4 separate regions of the Mus musculus genome follow, and regions 1, 2 and 3 are each linked to region 4. Evidence: chromatin contacts called from public Hi-C and promoter capture Hi-C data. All regions are on one chromosome and are shown on one strand. Each heading gives the region's core, a stretch centred on a gene start, on an enhancer-like site or on the middle of the called end of the contact. The rest is flanking DNA. Distances are from core to core; before and after follow the strand shown. Region 1 holds the start of 4933422A05Rik (RIKEN cDNA 4933422A05 gene). Region 2 holds the start of Zfp202 (zinc finger protein 202). Region 3 holds the start of Srpr (signal recognition particle receptor ('docking protein')). Region 4 holds the start of Siae (sialic acid acetylesterase).

Region 1 (2,700 bases), core at 26-2,525, 2.3 Mb before region 4:
GTGTTTGAGGCAGGGAAAACAACGAAGTCCCTTTTCTGTGTTCTCTTATACCTTAGAAAGGGTTTAAATATTTATCAGATCCTTGCTGGGTTGGCCTGCTTAAGCAGTGGGTCTTGCTGTATAAGGTGACATCTGTAATTGTCACAGATACAGTAAGAGGATCTGTTAGCATGGTTTGAGAAACTGGAGGAACCTGTGCCATGCCTAACATGAACTTCACCGGGTTAGAATGTTGATCAACAGCAGTTACATCATGTAACTAGTGTGTGAAGATGGTGTCCCCCTCTTTTCTTCCCCCTTAAAGTCATACATGCACATAATTTAAAAATGAGAACTTGTGATGGGAAATGCCAAAAAGCTGCCCAAGTACAGCTTTGTTGTTAGCCTTCTATGAGATATGTATCTGTGCCTCTGAGAAGTACTGCAGAGTCTGGAGGGGCAGGTGGCTCACCCGAAGCCCACTCTGAGAGCAGTAACTTGCCTCTTGGGTATGTGGGATTTTTTTCAGCCTGGGAATGTTCTACCTAAGCCCACAAATCCATTTTCAGCCTTCAAACTACATGTGTCTTTACATCTGATAACTGGGTCTCCTGCTCAGGGCTTCAAGAGCTCCTTCTATGCCTTCTCATTTGATTGACATCCAGGCTTTTAGAAGGGTTCTGGGCAGACACCCTGCTGAGCTCCACTTTCACCTGCAGATCCAGGTGAGCTTGGCACCCTCCTCCTGTGTGCTGATGACAGTTGGTCTTTTTCCTTGGTTTCTCTGAGCTCTAGATCCCCATGTGTCTCTGCCATGGGCATGATGCTCTTGAAGCTCCGCTATAGCTCTCTCACATCATGTGTTATGTATGCCAGGAAACATTTGTGAACCCCCGAAAGATCACCAAGGAGCTGAATCCAATGCAGTTGCATTAGCGTCTCCTTATTCAAGCTGGAGCTTGGGCTCCCAGGCATCCCTTGCACAGTAGGAAGGTGGAGCCCTGAGCCTAGTTTTAGGCAAGCATGATAGAAGCAAGAAGGGACTATCTGACTGGGGAGCCATTATAACCTTTAACATAATTGGCTGGTACTGGGAACCAAATCATAAACTTAACTTCTGTTTTCTTCCTGTTTGGTGGTTGCTAAGAAGTGAGGTGTTTGTTAGGGGCAGGCTTTTAATCTGGAGAAACAGATTTGTTGGGGAATAACTTGGAAACTGGTACTAGGCACAGGTCTTGTGGAAGGGGGTGGGGGTGGGGTTGGAATCTGGTAACCTGGAAACTGGTGCTAGGTGCCAGTTGGTTAATAACTCACGTTCAACCTTAGGTTAGGTTTTCTAAGATGGAGTCTGAACCCAAACGATTTGGTCTCTCACATGCAGACTGGAATTGAACCTAGGTCATGTAGAAGGACAGCTAATGCTCTTAACCCTTGGGTATCTTTCCAGCACCCTATTTTTTTTTTTTTTTTTGAGGAACATCCATGTTGATTTGATTTCCACTCTGAATGCACTAATATATATTCTCACCAGCAATGATTATAGATGGTAGTGAGCCACCCTATGGTTTCTGGGAATTGAACTCAGGACCTCTGGAACAACAATCAGTACTCTTAATCACCGAGCCATCTCTTCAGCCCTGCTTTCCCCCTTTTCATCTTTTTTTTTTTTTTTTTTTTGTAGGAACCATCTTTTATTGGGGGAGGGCTCATCAATTCTTCTTGGCCGCCAACTTCCTCATGGCTGCCAGCACGTTGCTCAGCTCCTCCCGCTTTCTCTTGGCGCGGATGTGCGTGCCCACTCTCTTCTTGATGAACTTGAGTGCGCGCTTGTCCTTGGACACTTTGAGCAACTCCATGGCTCGCCGCTTGTAGGGCGCGAAGCCGCACACCTCCCGGATCATGTCCTGCACGAACTTGGTGTGTATGGTGGGGCGCCCACGTCGCCGGCTGTGTCTCGGCTTACTGACATTTTTTGTCACCTTGTGGCCCTTGTTGAGGCCCACGGCCATGGGGTAGCACAGAGCCATGGCTGCTGCTCTCCGATGGCGGCCGGGACAGGAAGCTTCATCCTTTCTTTTATTTTACAATATTTTAAATTTATTCATTTCATACATGAATGTAAGATATTTTGATCATGTTCTCCCAGCATCCCCTTCTTTTATTTACTTCTCACTCCCAACAGTTCTGTCTTTCCACTCTCATATCCTTTTTTCTTACTCTTCTCTCATATATAACATCTCAGCCATAGTTTCCCCTTCCTCTTCTCCTCCCAGTCCCTCCATCCCACCTCCCTTCTCCTTCAGATCCACCACTCCTAGAAAGCATCAGATTGTCTTCCAAGCAGCAAGGATGAGGGTCTCAAAGCCCACCCCTACACTTCCTCCAACAAGGCCATGCCTAATAGTGGCTGCCACTCCCTGGGCCAAGCATCTTCAAACCACCACACCTTGTAATATGAAGGTGTTCCTGTGTGGATGAGTTTATTTTGTCAACTCTTCTTTTTCTCAGCAACTACTAACTAACACAAACCATAGATACTTGTCCTTAAAGCTTTGAGACTGTCTACCATCAGCACTTGTAAGTCTCCCAGACCTTTTGAGCTCATTTCCATGTATGGGGTAAAGAGGGAGTCTAGCCAGGCAGCTGATCGTCCTAAAGCCACTTGTGGGGAGAATCTTATTACCTCGTGGTGTTGTTGTGACAAAATTTTCTTTCGTTTTG
Region 2 (2,808 bases), core at 67-2,566, 2.6 Mb after region 4:
AACCTGTCATTGTAAGCAGTCACATAGTGCAGCAGAGGGAGGGATACTTCAGAAAATAATAGAAAGGCTCCAAGTAACAGAAAAAGCATACTTTGGCTCTGTCCAGTGTCCTCAGATAAAGATTTAAAAAAAAAAAAAAAAAAAAAAAAAAAAAAAAAAAAACGAAGGGGAGGAGGAGGGGGAAGAGGAACAGGAAGAGGAAGAGGAGGAGGAGGGGAAAAGTATACCTTAGTCAGGACTCAGAAGGGCAGACAGACCTGCCCATTCTGGCACTGACTGCCTGAACTGAACAGAATCAGGTTTCTGAAAAAGTACATTATCTATCTCATTAAAGGGATACCGTCACCAACTCCCATGTCTTTTACCACGGTATTAAGTGAACTTGCATTCTGGTGGGGTGGTCAGGTGATTGGCTGGGCACAACTGGATTAAATCTCACGATTGCTCGGTCTTCAGCCAGGCTAGAGGTAGACTCCATCCACTCCTTTGACCGAAGAACAGTCTTCCAGTTGGGGCTTCAACAAAGCTTTGATCAAGGGTGTTGTAACACCCTCTGCAGAACACAGCTGCCTCTCTAGCAAAAGCAATTAACATGTCCAGTTCAAAGTATGCTAAGCAGTCTCGAGCAGTTTGTCCCATGAACGGAAACGGTTTTCAAGAAATGGCTGAAAGGAGAAGACTTGCACATGTCACCATGTGACATTCAGGGCAAGATGGACTATAGAAGTGTTAGGGACAAAGACAAAAATGAACAACTTAGATCAGGGAAGACAGTGGCAAAGAGGCACCAAAATAGCACACAAAGGTTAATAGACAACACCACCATTTCCTTACTGAGCTTCAGTCTACCTTCCAGTTTTTAGTTCTAAGACCAACAGTTTGTGTTTTTTCAAGACGGACAGAGTTGACAGGCAGATGTTCTGGCGGCCCGGCAACAGCTGTGCATGAAGGAGCCAGCATTCAAATCTAAACCTTTCTTTTTTTATTCTTCCATGCTTGAAGGAAAAGAAAACTGCGTGGGAAGGAGGGGATTCTCTTGTGGAGATGTAGATACCAAAACCAACATGAAAGATGAAAACAAAACCCTGTAGGAAGTGGACAATGAATACCACGCCTAGGAAGGTGATGGGTTTGCCGCAAAGGGGACTGGCCATAGAGGGCAGCAGTCCAGGGAATGCTTCCCGGCATGGGTCTCACTGGAGAAGCCCCAGGCTTCGACCAACAGGAACACAACGAGTGGACCAAACCTCCTACAGCCTAGACAGGCTCCAGCACCCCTTGGAGGTGGGGCGAGTGGTCGCTTCCGGTTCCGGGCGCAGAGGACCCACGTGTTCCGACCCGCTGGGCCCCGCGCGACTCGGATCCCGCTCGGCTCTTTCGGCCGGGAGTGGGTGGGGGAGCACCGGGCAGGGGAGGAGCCGCCGGAGCCGCGGGAGACGTGAGTGTCGGGGACCTGGCCGGCGAGCGGGCACCGCAGCGGGCGGGGAGGGAAGGGCAGGAGCATTGGGAGGGGCAGCAGACCCCGCCCCCCCGGCGCCGGGGGACAGCGCCTGCCAGGGAAGGGGTGGCGGCGGGGTCCCCGCGGCCTGGGCGTTGTAACCATGTCACCTCCTCGCGGCCAGAGCCGGGACGTCCGGAGACAAGGGTGGCACTCCAGGCTTCTCTGCCCAGCCACCTCCTTCCGCCCCCTCTGGGGGCCTGCGGACATGCACTGTGCCCCTCGGATTGCGTCCATACCAACCGCTCCGGTGCGCTAGAAGCCAGTGGGGTGTAGCCTAGGCCCCTTGACGCCCACCTTCCCCTCTCTTCAGACTTTTCACTCTGCATCGCACATTGCTCCAGAGCCCTCCCTGCAGGTTTTGCCTTCCCTCCTTCCCAGCGAACCCCGCCCCCTTCACATGCGATCTTATCACCTGTGATCCTTGCCAGTCCTTGGCCGTCTAGCGTGTGGCTCTCACCTGGCTTAGTGACAGGCTCAGAACTTCCCTGTAGAGCTAGAGGCTACTGTCTGCACTGTCTGAACTTCTTTCTTCCTACCCCTGACAACCAGCTCGGGGACCTCTTCTCCAGCTCATCTCACCATCTGCGGGACTTTCCATAGTGGACTGAAAGTTTGCTAGTTTTTTATTCCATGGCCGACCTGGTCCTCTCACACACTTTCCCCTGGGCTGTGGCTGTCTCGTATTCTACACATGGATAGCGCTGTCTTTTCTCTGTGCAGAACTCCCCAAAGGGAGATCTCTAGGTCCAGCTTATCGTCTTGGTCGTGGTTAGGAGTGCCACATCTAGGGTTTTGCTGTCAGGTTATTCTGTCCATAGTCTACAGGTGAAAGGCAGTAGGGAAAGCTTGGGGCAACGAAGTCACAAGGCATCTCTCTGTGCAGCTTTTTCTTTGAAGCAGCCCCATGGACCTTAATCCAGAAAACAGTTTCAATGAAGTGTCAGGATGGCTGTGAGAAGCTTGCTAGGAGAAGCAAGTGACAGTGGGATATTTGGAGGCCATCAAATATCTTGAGTCACTTTCTGCTATTGCTGCCTAACATAAAAGGGTTAGGAGGAAGGCAGTACATTTTTCTTCTAAGACAGCTGCTGACCTTTCCTCCTGTCTCCTATGTACACACCCTTTGCATTCTACCTGTATAATTGCAGGAGACAGTCATTCCAAGGCCACTGCAAGACCTACATCACTATTGAGGGACTCCTGTCGTTTCAGAATATACAGGTGTGGTGACTATACCACTCAACACAGGCATAAAACAACCCTAGGCTTTCTGTTTTATTTTCCTCTCCTGCCTGAATGTCAGCGTT
Region 3 (2,700 bases), core at 115-2,614, 2.4 Mb before region 4:
AGCCTGGAACTATTTCTTAAGCTCCAAAGTCCAAAGCACAGTCCCTGCCCTCAATGCCACAGTCTGTGTCCTCAATAAGATGACTGCCCTTACTCCCTGACCTCACCGTGTGGTCCTGCTCCACCACCAGCACCCGAATGGCACCTCTTCTACTCTCCAGCTTCTTCAGCCAAAAGGCCACAGACAGACCAAGAATCCCACCTCCTATGATGACCACATCCGCCTGTTCTGGGGGCAGGTGGCTGGTGTCATACAGCACTTCATATTTCTTTCCAGGCAGGATGGAATCAACCTTCTTCTTAAAGTCAGACACCTTTGCATCCCAGTCTGCAGGACATAGTTACAGTTAGATGACTTATGTTCTTTTCTGCGTGGTTGGGGGTTGGAGGATGGGTACAGGAAAAGGGGGGCTGAAATAGGCATTTGGATTGCCACACCTCCAATGTCATCCTTTCTCATAAGATCAACTCATATGCAGCAGTATTGTTAGAACTTTGTTGTTTGGTCTTTGTCCCACCAGGCCCCAATATCATGGATCTCTAACACTGGAAGATTCAACTTCCTGAAATTACTTTCTGTTTCCCCATCAAGCGAGATGTGACTCACATTATTTAGCTCTTGCAGATCTCTCTCCCTCCTGAACCCCATTCTCAGATATGCCAGGCCCAGGGAACGAGTCCCTAGTATACTTCATACTGCACAGCCTTCTAAAGCCGGGCACCTTTGTAATGGTTTCTTATCCTTATCCATCATCGCCAGCAAGCTTCCATTTATATGGCATTGTCCACTGGGAAGTGCCTCCTTGAGAGCCATACACTTGCCTCGGCTCTTTGACCTTTAGTAGGCAAGCCTACCCCTTCCCCCAGCTAACTCGCTGTCCCGCCCGCACGAGGCAGGGGGTCGAACCTTGAAGGTCACATCTATGGAGGGTTTGGGCTCCCCAGAACCACTGCTGCCCTCAGCTTTACCCAGAGTAAAGCCTCCTTTGCGTGTGCGTAGCCCCCGGTATGGGAGGCCCGGGCCCAAGCCAAGACGCAGCGCTCTGCGAAACATGGCCTTAGAGCCCGGCTTCTTTCAGCTTGAGGTGGGTTCCCCTCAAGCCGACTCTGTCCTTCCTGTCATCGGTCCGCGCCACGGGGAATAGACACGAACGCGCCGATTAGCCGGCAGTGCTCTTCAGGCTCCACCCCTCCACGCTATAGGGGAGCTATCGCCTCTGGAGTCCCGCCCCTGTGTGCTATTGGTCAGGCTTGAGTCTACGTCATCTCGCGCGCCCTGAGCGGGAAAGGGGCGGGACCACGGAGGCTCGTAGCGGAAGTGCGGCTGAACCGGTTTCCGGGGGCTGCTGGTGTGACGTGTCCCGCGCTTGGCGCAGCAGGAAGCGGCGGCGGCGGACGCGGCCCGAGTTCCCGGCCCCGGTCTCGGCCTCAAGTCTTCTCCCGCTTCCGTCATGCTTGACTTCTTCACCATCTTCTCGAAGGGCGGGCTTGTGCTCTGGTGTTTCCAGGGCGTGAGCGACTCGTGCACCGGGCCCGTCAACGCGTTGATTCGTTCCGTACTGCTGCAGGTACCACCCCCGCGGGGCAGAACTCCGGGCTGTCGTCCCTCAGACCCAGACTGTGGTCCCCTTTCCAGTAGTCACTCCGCACTTTCCGTTCTGATCTCCTCAAACTGGTCGGTTACCGGCCACCCAGGATCGACTTCCTTGCCTGGATCACAGTATCCCGAAACTTTGCGACGCCCCCCACTCCTCCCGTTTCCGGGGCTCTAGCCACGTTCTGGCGTCCTAATGGACTCGAACTCCCTCTCCACTCATCCGAGCAGCGTGGTTTTCTGCTGTTTTGACGTTGGGTGAAACTGTGGATGCGAGAACACCTTTCAGGAACAGTAGATGGTTCACAGCTGCTAGAAGATCTGATTGTTTATATATGACTGTTTACTTCCTGGCTCCCACGTGTCCTGTCTCCTGTCCCAGCTTTACCCCTTGTCCTTACCTGGTGTCTGTCTGTCTGTCTTTTTTTCTCACGGGGTGCTAGAAATGTCCCAGAACTCCCTTGTTGAGGGCAGGATTATATCTGGTTATTTCCCAAACGTAGTCCAAAGTCTGGTTTTGCTGTGGATGTAGCCTGACTGCTGAAACGCTCTTTTTCCAGGAACGGGGCGGTAACAACTCTTTCACTCATGAGGCTCTCACACTCAAGTATAAACTGGACAACCAGTTTGAGCTGGTGTTTGTGGTAAGTGGGGGTATGTTAGAAAGACAAGTTATGTTCTCAACAGCATCCCCACTGATGAACCTAATTAATTGTGGGTATTGTGTATGTGATAAAGTGATAGAAAAAAGTTAGGAATGTGGAGGGGAGAAAGCAAGCGACTTCTGGGTAAGATTGTAAGCTTGGCTCTCCCGGGGCAGGAAACCTATCTCTGGAGGCTTGGGTTGAGTTGGCTTCCTTCCATTCTGGGCTGGCATGTAAGGAGATCTATTGGCTCCGTCTCCTTCCATAAACAGGTTGGCTTTCAGAAGATCCTCACGCTGACCTATGTAGACAAGTTGATAGATGATGTGCACCGACTGTTCCGGGATAAGTATCGCACAGAGATCCAACAACAGAGTGCTTTAAGTCTATTGAATGGCACATTTGATTTCCAAAATGACTTCCTGCGGCTCCTTCGGTGAGAGGCTTTCCTCCGTTCAAAGGG
Region 4 (2,700 bases), core at 99-2,598:
ACCTGCCTCTGTCTCCCAAGTGCGGCGATTAGAGCCAGCCTGGTGGATAAACACTATGCTTTGTGAATTATAGTATCATAAATCCAGATCCATTAAATTAGACAAATACATATTTTCAAAGTTAGAGAACCACAGTTTTCACTAGATTAAGTACTTTGTTTTTCTGTCCTTAAGAGGTGAGGGTAGATGTTGCAAGCCCACAGTATTGAAGAGACAATGATTGCTGAGAAGCTGGTATAAACAATCCCCTTTACATTGCTGAGAAGAAACTATTTCAAGTGCAGTACTTGGGAGGCAAGGGTAGGTGGGTCTTTGTGAGTTCAAGGTCAGCCTTGTCTACAGGGTGAGTTTCCGGACAGCCAGGGGCTAAACAGAGAAACCCTGCCTCAAAAACCCAAAAATCAAACAAATAGCAAGCAAGCAAACAAAAATCTAGTCGTTCTAGAAATTATTATAATTTGTTGAATAGTTTCACTTGTTTTTCAGCCCCAACTTTTGAAGCATGTTCTCAAGTGCCTCTGCTTTCTGATGAGGGATTGTGAAAGGGGAGGTCGTGTATTTGGGAGTCAGCTTTTGATGTTTGGGGAATCTTATTTTCTGGTTTTCTCAGGCCTTCTTTTATCTTATTATTCGAGGACTGGCTTAAAGGTGGCTGACATAGGATTTGATTATTGAGAAAAGAGAGCTTCGGGTCTGGGCGTGTGCTCCCTCTGCCTCCCCCAAGAAGCACAAAGGCGGCGCTGGTTGGGGTCGAGGCTGGAGGACTAGAGGTTTAACAAGGCCTAACCTGTGGAGTCTCTTCCCTTTCTCTCTTTTGGCCACAAACAGCAGATTAGATATCGAATCTTGAGAGCTGTGTAAAGCCCTGAACCGGGCGGGGGAGGACAGGCTGTCGAGGGGAAGCAGGTCAAACCGTGGGCGGGACGCCAAAGACCTAGCGTTCCAGATTCTCCGAGAAAGGGCTTGCCAGGCTCTCTGTCTGGTCCAGGAGTTGCGGGAGTATTGGAGATGCGGAGAGACTACGGCACGAAGGAAAATGGCGAAGCCTCCACATTGGAGAGGGAGTGGGGGAAACTGCCTCACCTCTTCTTTCTCTTCAAGCTGGTGCGGATGGTTCCAGTGTTTTATCTCGTTGCTGGGTAACCGTTTTTTTTTTTCTTTTTTCTTTTTTCTTTTTTTTTTAACTACGGAGGCCGGGAGGGGAGCGCCCTGCGCCGCGCCGCGCCGCGCCGCTGATGGTTTCGCGTACTGAAGGCTTGAGGGTGGGGCCCGATAGGTAGACCCTCCCAGGCCCCGCCCACTACGCAAGACCACGCCTCTGCCCTGTCCCCGCCCCCGCATAGGGGCTCTTCCTGAATTCGGCGGGTTAATCAGGATCTTCACAAACATGGTTTCCCCGGGGCCTGTGTTTGGGATAGTGCTGCTCATAATCGCGCGAGTCAGCAGAAGTGCAGGTGAGGTGTCACAGCTGTGCCGGACCCTTGCCTTTCAGATCTTCTGCAGGATCATGGCATGCGTCCCCTTTAAAGGTCTGGTTTGAGTCAGAACTGGACTTTTCGCACCTAGTTCTGGCTCAAGGTACTGTTGGGCCCATCTACTGCCTTTTTCATGCAGGGTACCTCATTTGCAGCATAGGAGGCAGGGAGAGACTTCGGTTTACCCATTGGAATAGGCTCCAGAGTCCCCAGACCGAAGCCTTGAGGAGAGCTCAAAGAGAAGGGGGCGAAGCTTAGTTAGATAATATTTGGAAACAGGTGTCTGAGTCATCCAAAATACTTCAACACCTGCCCCCTCAGTAGTGCCCTTGGGGAGGGCTTCTGTCGGGATGGGTGCCTTGAGGGAATTAAATTTTACTAGTTTCTAAGTGGTTATTAGGGCTAAGAAATACAACCCCCTCACTAGCTCAGAATAATTTAAGGTTCAGCTCTGAATTTTGATACAGCCTAAGAGATACTAGTGGAGGGGTAAGACTCATCACACTGGAGAGGGAGCTATTTCACACTGGCCATTGTGCAGGTCAGAGCTTGTCATCTGACTAACCTGAGCTGGACATTGCCCTCTGCATGGAGATATCAAAAGATAGGAATCTATTCACTTAAAGTAAAAGGTTACTGCTGGAGCCACCCACCCTTCTTTTCTTTGTATCACTGAAAGAGTGGACCTCATCCATAGACTGTCAATAAATGAAATTTGGGGGGGGGGATGAGAATATAGCTCAGTGATAAAGCTCTTGGCTGGAGTGCTAGGAATTTGTGGTCCCATTACCATTATCCTCACAGCAAAAATGAAATTGCAATTCCTTTGGAATTAGATGACGTTGATTCTCATTCTGTCATAAACTACCTTCTGAGGCCTGTCAAGGACATTACTGTCTTCTTTCTTAAGAACTCTGCTACACGAGTAAGCTCCTAGTAGATTGTAAGATCCTTGGCAGCAAGAATTTTTATCTACTATTGGAATTATTTTTCCTTCCAGGGTTGCAGTCTCAATGTGTAAAGTACTAGGTATCATTAAAGAGATATTCATTGAATTCATAGCTGTTCTAATTATTCTTTAAAATTGCTTAATCTATTTGTGCTCTAGTCCCTTGATGGGTAATGTGGTTAGGTTATATCTCTTCATCGGTAGTAACACAATTAACACGTTTATTATAAAGATAATTTCCACCTCTAAATTTTTTTTTTCTCACCATAAATCCAT

What was found. Promoter capture Hi-C pulls out the DNA fragments that hold promoters and counts their contacts. A called contact is a pair of places that touch in the nucleus more often than the background predicts. Capture Hi-C pulls out chosen DNA fragments and counts their contacts.
Region 1: a contact with region 4 is called in a promoter capture Hi-C map of liver, with 5 times the contacts expected there. The contact joins the promoter of 4933422A05Rik here to the promoter of Siae in region 4.
Region 2: a contact with region 4 is called in a promoter capture Hi-C map of embryonic stem cells, with 5 times the contacts expected there. The contact joins the promoter of Zfp202 here to the promoter of Siae in region 4. A contact is called at or near these places in 5 of 39 promoter capture datasets (the HPC-7 cell line, cranial neural crest, embryonic stem cells and 2 more) and 1 of 115 datasets of contacts at active chromatin or transcription factors (astrocytes).
Region 3: a Hi-C map of B cells shows a contact between it and region 4, with 7 read pairs. The contact joins the promoter of Srpr here to the promoter of Siae in region 4. A contact is called at or near these places in 3 of 39 promoter capture datasets (cranial neural crest, liver and pre-B cells), 1 of 484 Hi-C or Micro-C datasets (B cells) and 1 of 9 other capture datasets (liver).

Annotation. Positions count from the first base shown.
Region 1 is chr9:35,279,830-35,282,529 of GRCm38.p6, forward strand. 4933422A05Rik (RIKEN cDNA 4933422A05 gene) reads left to right here and starts at 1,276. Exons shown (of 5, transcript NR_040715.1): 1 at 1,276-1,377. It also overlaps the pseudogene Gm5614.
Region 2 is chr9:40,191,000-40,193,807 of GRCm38.p6, forward strand. Zfp202 (zinc finger protein 202) reads left to right here and starts at 1,317. Exons shown (of 7, transcript NM_030713.2): 1 at 1,317-1,438.
Region 3 is chr9:35,209,839-35,212,538 of GRCm38.p6, forward strand. Srpr (signal recognition particle receptor ('docking protein')) reads left to right here and starts at 1,365. Exons shown (of 14, transcript NM_026130.1): 1 at 1,365-1,567; 2 at 2,154-2,237; 3 at 2,510-2,673. The coding sequence starts at 1,451. Foxred1 (FAD-dependent oxidoreductase domain containing 1) reads right to left here and starts at 1,217. Exons shown (of 11, transcript NM_001291448.1): 1 at 969-1,217; 2 at 107-327. The coding sequence starts at 1,053.
Region 4 is chr9:37,612,473-37,615,172 of GRCm38.p6, forward strand. Siae (sialic acid acetylesterase) reads left to right here and starts at 1,349. Exons shown (of 10, transcript NM_011734.4): 1 at 1,349-1,454. The coding sequence starts at 1,388. It overlaps Spa17 (sperm autoantigenic protein 17), which reads right to left and starts at 1,248. Exons shown (of 5, transcript NM_011449.2): 1 at 1,084-1,248.